2 separate regions of the Gossypium hirsutum genome follow, and region 1 is linked to region 2. The links are chromatin contacts, called in public Hi-C maps. All regions are on one chromosome and are shown on one strand. Each heading gives the region's core, a stretch centred on a gene start, on an enhancer-like site or on the middle of the called end of the contact. The rest is flanking DNA. Distances are from core to core; before and after follow the strand shown. Region 1 has its middle 32 kb from the start of LOC107922081. Region 2 holds the start of LOC107922226 (F-box protein At1g47056).

Region 1 (3,903 bases), core at 226-2,725, 60 kb before region 2:
AATAAATTTCTTTTTACCATGTGTTAAAATATGAGACTGTCTTGTGTTATCAGTTTATTAATCGTTAGTGCTACATCAGTGTATTTTAATGATATTAATCATTTACTTAAATAAATAAATAAATTAACTACAATTTTTGAAGATCGGATACCTTAACATATATACACTTTTTTGAAACCCGTTGGAATATAGAAACAAGGCTGTTGAAAAACTGGGTCAATTTGAGCATAAATATTTTGAAAATAAACTGGTTTGGGCATTTGGTTTTGGGTCCCCAAAAGCTCAATGGAAAACGTTAAAACAAAACAAGGCAGCCCAAATTTGAGACTACCAAAGTGATCCTTTAGCATCCAGCTTTTTTTTTTCCACAAAATCAGCCCAAATTTTCTCTAAACAAAAGAGAAAATTCTGGATTAATAGTGAATCAGTACTAATACCTACATACATATTTGTGAAAGTCGCAACCACCCACTTATTGATGTAAGAAAATACCTTACATATTGGGTAAAATTAGTAAAGGCAAATGAGCATGAAATTCAAGCCCATGGTGGCATAGAAATCTTCATTGTCTTCTTATATGGCTAGTTTGGATATTTTTCAGTGTCAATTGGTGGCTTAGGTTAAACAATTTGAGTTGCCAAATTGCTTCAAGAAATAACAAAAAAAAAAGGAATCTTCATTGTTAAGTGGTAGTTGTGATTATTATTAACAAATATAACATATACATCCAACAAATTTCAGCATAAAAACAAAGGCACTTGTTTTCTTAGACTCCTTTGGACAAATGAATCCTTGTTATTTTCATTTCAAACCCAATCTAATAATTTTAGATGAACACATTATTAAAAAAAAACATAATTAACCTTTATATCCCCCGAATTCTTGTTTAATTATTTTATATCTCAATTTTTTAAAATTTAGTTAAAATATTCTTTTTAATAGTATTGACATGATAACGTATAATAATCCTTATGTATTTTATAAAAATTAAAAATAAACAAAATTAAAAATTTTAATAAAATGTTTTTTAAAACTATTCATAGTAGCAATAAAATACATATAGATCCCACATGGGTTATCACGTTATTATCATTAAAATTTTAATAGTTCAATTAATTTTTGCATTAAAAAGAATAATTTAAATTAAAATATATAAGGATTAGGATTAAATTTAACATTATAAACATTTAAAATCGACATATAAATATATTAATTGGGAAAAAAGATAGGATTAATATGAAGTGTTGGGTATAAGAAAAAGATAAAAAGAGATTATAATGTAAATGGTGAGGAATGAATGTCAAAGGCGTAATGGAAATGGATTCATTGTGAGAATGACAAATGGTATTTTGATTTCTTTAATAAACAACGACAAATTATAAAGTGAAGAAAGAGATTCCATGTTATGACTAAAATTGGGATTCCCTGTCGTATACGATCACTACTTGGATTCCGCCTATCATGTGGCTTCAATATCACACGCTTAAAATATATGTATCCTTTAAACTATTTCTTCATTGACTAAAGTAATCATAAAATTTATATCTTAACGTAGTCATTTTGTGAGAATGAAATATGACTATAATAAAATTAAATAGGCATAACAGTGATTTGGTTAGATTAAATAAAATGAATATTGTAATGGTATTCATACGTTTAGTTGAGCAGAACAGATATGGAATGATCACAAATGATAATTTTACCCTTAGAAATAAAAAATATTTTAAGTATATTAATAATATATTGTAAAAATATTTAAATTAAATTATATTTTGTATTAAATTAAATAATTACTAATAATGAAAAATATAATTAAATAATAATTTTTAATATTAATTATATAAATGTTTTGATAAAAATATTATATAAATGCATATTATTACTCCATTTACCCCACCATAGCTTGCTCCCAAGCTTTACCACTTCCTTTGATATTTCATCGTACCATTATTACTCAACCATCACCCTAAAACCACCACAACCATCTACTCTGTTTCATCATTCCCACCATAGCAACCTAACGATTCAAAAGCCCCCATTACTCGAAGTCAAACCCAAATGCCAAATCCATCAAATTGACAACACCAGTAGCCGAAAGGATTCAAAAAATAAAGAGAACAGAGAAGCAAAGAAGAAGAAAGAAGGTGAAAGAGACGATCTTTAAAATTGACAACACCGACAACCAAAACGAAATGAATTTCAAGCTTCTCTGAGTTAAACCAAAGAAAATATTATATAATTTTAGGATTACTATATCCCCATCGCTAAAATTGGTTAAAGCTACTAACCTATTAACCAAAACGTGAAATCGAGAGTTACCCAGATCCAATCTTGATGAACTGAATCAAAGGAAATGGAGACGTATCATATACGTCCCTAGATCTTTGACATTGAAGACATATTTTGACAGCGAACTAAAAACTTTAGCGGTGTGGTAGATTTGAGGCAGACTAGGAACGAGAGTTTCGACACAGAGCAAAAAGTACCAAAACAGAGATGGAAATTAGGTGAACGAGTCAGAGATGAATCGATGGTTCTCAATGACAGAATCGAGGGAGGCACCACTTTTACTGTAACACTTTATGCCCAACCCGATCATCAAGTCCGAGTTCTGAATGTCATAATCAACTTGCATAACTTAACAAATTTTTAAACTAATTTAATTATGTACTTAGACATTATCAGATTTAAAATTTTAATTTCTACTCATGACATTTACGAAATAAATTTGTACAAAATTGATACTGTAATAAACTTGATAGTTATTTACAAAAATTTTAATGTAGACTTTGATACAGACATAACCGACATGATCCATGAGGTGTGGCCTCTAAGGGTGTCCCTTTATACGCATGTTATAACTGTCGCAACCTTAGCGCAATGTTGGCGGGGTCTGGCTTGGTCTTTTCCACTACGACTTCGATAATTTTGATCCTACATCAAAGGCAGTACAATAGTAAGTTCAGATGAACTTAGTGAGACTTTACACAATAAGTAACAAAGTATTATATTTCTGGGAATGAAATATAACTACCTGTGTATCTTAGGAAGTTTTGTTGTCTTGCTGGCGTAACCCAAGCTATGGAATCTCCAAACCAATCGTTTGGTGGGATTAGTTCCTGGATTAGATGTAATCTCCCCAACTCAGCCTAGACGTTAGGCCCGAATTCAGAATAGTATATTGGCCACTGAAATGGCCCAATAAGCTAACAGCGTTTATAAAACAATCATTTTAAAACTTTTATTTATCTGAGAAGAAAACTTAGCCTATCTCCAAAAAGAAATCATGAGTTAACAAAAACAGATTAAATTTAACATTTTCTTTATAACGGTGACTACTTTTGAAAACTTAGTTAATTTCCAATTTATTTACTACTCATAATTTACTTAAAATCTAGTAGCAGAAAACTGATATTCAACTTAGTTTCAATTAAGAAAAATCAGAATTATTTTATGCATAATTAATTCTAAATCTATGTTTCAATATCCTAAATTCAAATTAAATGCAATGCACGCTATATAAACCCAAAACATAAGTCTCATATCACAGTTCAAAAATAAAACAATACAGTTTTTGAATAACAGAAATTTCCATTAAAAATACTTTATAAAAAATGATTTCAAATCAAGACCCTCCGGATGCCAAGTCTGTGCCCTAACCTAGTGGGTTATCTGTAAAGATGGAAATTAAAGGGGAGTGAGCTTAAGAAGCTTAGTGTGAGTCTTATCACAAGTAATCAAGTGCAAAATAGTAACCATACATATTACAATCCATTTTCAGAACAAACACAATCGTATAGCAAAGCATAAGTCTACAATTATATTGAACATGTAGGTGATTGTCATGTGATACAAGAATAACAGGAAAGATCCTACCCATACTCCATTTCACTCCACAGTAAG
Region 2 (4,246 bases), core at 1,517-4,016:
TAAACCATCATAAAAATTGGCTTCTGTAACATCAAAGCAATTTTAACAGCAATTCACAGAGAAAAAAATCAGAGAACTTACTAATTTCATACAGCGGTAGCATTCATCAGATCTTTTCTCATCAAACCAAAAATAACATTAAAGAATCATTTTTCCAAAGAATCAAGACGTTGGCGTTTGAATCCGGCTTTGATTTGCATTAAGGATATGCATATTGCAAATCAAAAAGTCTAACCGGGTTCTCAGTTCCAACACCTGATCCCTACTATTGATCATGTTTAAAACATGCAGCAACAAACAATTAAGATATTTAAAACTCAATTGATATATATATAAATTGCATATAACAGGAGAAACAAACCTCCTCTATCTAATAAGAAGAATTTTAGGATACAAGTATGCATTTGGAGGACATGCATGTTGGTATGCAAGTATTTTGTAACACGGACCAAATAAAGAGATATAACTAATTAATCAGAAAGATGTTCTTTAAATTCCAGTATAGGACAAATATGTTTGAGAAGAATGAAGACATAGACAGAGCTTGCTAAATAAAGGAACTACAAACCAACAGATCAAATTGAGAACTATAAAATGTTGAAGATGAAGATTGAATTCAAAAGGCAATCATCAGCACACAGAATTGAATTAAATACACAAACAAGGGAGAACTACCAACAGAAAAATAATGTAAACAGTTCATACCAAGAGTGCTTTCTATTGTCACTCTTTTTCTTTTTGTTGTTGTTGCAATTCCGAGTTAACTCCGAGAACTACTTGCCAACCTCCTTAATGTGCAAGCCACAAAACTCCTCCCACTCATAAGCCCTAACAACTTGAATGATGTCGATCGACCTGTACTGCTCGATGCAATACTAGAAGCTCCAATTTGACTGCCCACCATTGGAGGAAATTCAATTCCATTATCTTGTGCCCCACCATCACTGGCACTTGCATCTAAATGCTCGCCCATATCCAAATTGATATCCAAATTAACGACAAGTGATCCTCGAGTTGCTCTTAACCAATCTGCCCCTTCTGAAGTAACTCCTCTACATTTCTTCACTTTCACTTTAACCAAATTAGGGCAACCACTAGCAAGCGCTTCCATGCCATGATCCGAAACAGGGCAATTCTTGATACAAAGCTTCTTTAAAGCAATACATTTCACAGCAATAAAAGATATCTCTGCATCACCAACTGTATCGCTACCGCATAAGGCTAACCGTTCTAAATTTGGACAATTAGAAGCTAACATTTCCAAACTCAGTTTGGTGGGATTAACACCAATAAGAACTAATTCTTGTAAATTGGGGCAAGATTTCGCAACAGCAATTAACCCTTGGTCACCTATTCGATTTGCTTTCCATCCATCAATGTGAAGCTTCCTTAACAAGTTGCATTTCTCTGCAACAGCTCCGAGTCCGGCGTTTGTACACTCGGGAGTCTTAACGAGGTGAAGAATTTCTAGGTTTGAACAGTTGGAGATAGCCGCAAGACCGACATCGCTGACTTGGATCCGCTCCATATGGATCTCTACCATACCCGCGACCCGTTCCACTATGAGTGGGAAAAGCTTATCCCAATCGCCAGAGCATCTAAAAAGTTTCAAAGATTTCAGATTCTTTGAACCAATAATAAGCGGACCAAAACATTGCCCATTATAAAGCTCCTTTAAGCAAATTGTTTTCAACGCCGCCGCAGCCACCCCAGGCCCAATCGGCTCAGCTGCAGCGCCGTCTGTGATGCCACGAAGTCGTTTCACGGAGAGTTCCTCGAGTGCTAGACAATTGTCGAGCACAGCGTTCATGCCTTTGGCTCCGAAAGCGCAAGAACCACAGGAGAGCTTCTTTAGACCCTTGCAGTTTTTAGCGAACGCCAACATTCCTGCATCGGTCAAGTCACGGCAAGCTCGGAGCTTAAGGCGAATCAAATTCCGGCAACGCTCGGAGATTAGAACAAGCGATTCGTCGCCTATGCTAACGGATCTACGGTCACATTTCAGAGCCAGTTTCGTAACAGCATCGAAGCGAGAGAAGATAGAAGGAATGAGAGGTTGCAGATCTGATTGTGCGTTGAGAGATAATCGGTGACGGCTCTGTCCCTCAATCAGAAGCCACCGCCGGCAAACTAGAGAGCATCGTTTTCGGTCATCGGGGCTAAGAGACTGAAAAATACAAGCCAAACACTCGTCAGGAAGATCCGAGATGAAATCCGACGATCCATCTGTGTTACTTCGTTCAAGCTCTTCAGTTTCCTCAGCTTGCATCGGACAGATCAGAGCCGTTGATTTCGGTTTTGACCGTTGGCGATGGTTCCAATCTCGACGGTTCCTTAGCTTCGCCGCCGAAACTGATTGGCCCATCTACAAAATCTAACTAAACTAAAGAAAAGAAAACAGCCACAGGGTTGTTACGGTGAGGGAAACCGTAGAGAAATACTAAAGAGTTTTCAGGCTCTTGTTCTGTTTTTGATCTTCTTGGAAATGTCCAGAACGACGGACTTCAAAATTGGATTTCATTTTGGCTTTTTTCTCGACTTTATTATTTTTATTTGCCCGTCTTTCACTTTGAACAAAATAGCCTTCCACTATTAAGTTTCTATATGCTGTTCGCATCCTCATAATACTTTTCTTGTGCTCACTCCTTTATTTTGATTTCTGATGGAGTGAAAGTCAAAAGTCGGACAAAATTAAAAATCAATGATGATGCTGTAAAAACAGAACTGGTTTGGATGAGGTTGAGCACAGGAGATGCTTTCTTTCTACAATCATATTTTATCTTTTCTTGTAATTTGTTTAGTTTTCTTAGAATTTCTTTTAAAGAATTTGGTATAGAAGTATTAAAATAAATATTTTTAAATTTTTAAATTGTAATCATTTATATATTTGTAAAGGATGATATTTACAAAAATTAAAGTATTTGTAAATTTTTAAAAAAGTAAATCATAATTGTTGAAAAAATAAATAAACTTAAACTTGTCCAAAGTTGAAAATCTGCTAGAATTTTGAGATAGTGTGGGTAAAAATATTACACCTAAAAATGGGTTTAAGAAAAAATTAGGCTCGTTTAAAATATGGGTCTAGCTCGAGCTTAACATTTAAGGCCTAAGCTCAACCCGATCCGTTTTTTAAGTTTGTAATATTTTATATTATGTTGTTTTTATATATTATGTAATTTGTAACACATAAAAATTAGATATATAGTAATATATAATACTTCTATAATGTAAACATCAAAAAAAATTAAGATGACTATATATAAAACTATAATAAATAAAAAAAGTATATAATTATTAAATATTAAATTAAAATAAATATTTTAAAAATATGGGAGGGCCTAAATGGGCTTGGGTTAACTAATTCCAAATATGGGTGGGCTTGGGCAAAATTTTAGGCCCATGATCAGGCCAGGCCAAGCTTGAGCAAGTATAAAGTGTGTTAATATCATGCTTAAGCCTAGCCTGAACCCAATCCAACCCATGAACACCTCAAGGTAAACCACACCATTAGTCACTGAACTATGGGTAAGTTTTCATTTTGGTCATTAAACCATTAGTTGTTGAACTATTTGAAAGATTTCATTTAAGTCATTAGGCTGCTAAATTTTTCTTTAAAAAAAAAACCTTTCGCCAGCGAGCTCCAAGCGGCAATTCAATGGCTAGTACAGAGGATCAGTATCCATCGACGAGTAGAAGAACATATCTTAGGTCCAAGTTGATCTGACGGTCAGTGTCGGAGATCAAAGAAAAAAGCTATTTAAATTTTGGTTTGCAGATTCGTGACGTTCAAAGCTGTTTCATAAAAAAATGAACCGTAAAAGAGAAGAGGAAAGAAAGCTTTCGATTATTGTAGGCAATGCAAATAAAGAAAGCCATATAGCATCGATTTTAACAATCCAATGACTTAAATGAAAAGTTCTGAATACTTCAGTGACCAAATTGTAACTTTTTTTAGTTATGTGACCAAAACGAAAACTTACTCATAGTTTATTAACTAATGGTGTAGTTTACTTTTAAAAAATTATAAATTTAACAAGACCTCGTCATAAAGGGCTATCGAGGTCATATTAAAAGCTCTAATCTTAAAACCTATAAACAATTCATTCCACTTGTTTAATTTTCATAGAAACCTAAAATATTCTTTTATCTATATTTTATACTATCTTATATACCCAAGATTTGTAACTTCGAATTTTGAAGCATACCATAATGATTTCCCCCTTATTGAGATCAAAAGAAGGATATG

Evidence for each region. A called contact is a pair of places that touch in the nucleus more often than the background predicts.
Region 1: a contact with region 2 is called in a Hi-C map of leaf, with 2.0 times the contacts expected there. The contact joins the enhancer-like site here to the promoter of LOC107922226 in region 2. A contact is called at or near these places in 4 of 34 Hi-C or Micro-C datasets (callus, hypocotyl and leaf).

What each region holds. Positions count from the first base shown.
Region 1 is chrD01:20,858,578-20,862,480 of Gossypium_hirsutum_v2.1, reverse strand. No RefSeq gene overlaps it. Among protein-coding and RNA genes, the nearest start is that of LOC107922081, 32 kb to the right of the region's middle. Within about 2 kb of position 1,475, at least 2 of the 9 cell types and tissues checked have an H3K27ac peak or open chromatin away from gene starts, as enhancers often do. A contact at or near this core is called in leaf, where this site is marked.
Region 2 is chrD01:20,799,562-20,803,807 of Gossypium_hirsutum_v2.1, reverse strand. LOC107922226 (F-box protein At1g47056) reads right to left here and starts at 2,766. Exons shown (of 2, transcript XM_016852143.2): 1 at 706-2,766. The coding sequence starts at 2,365. The coding sequence ends at 761.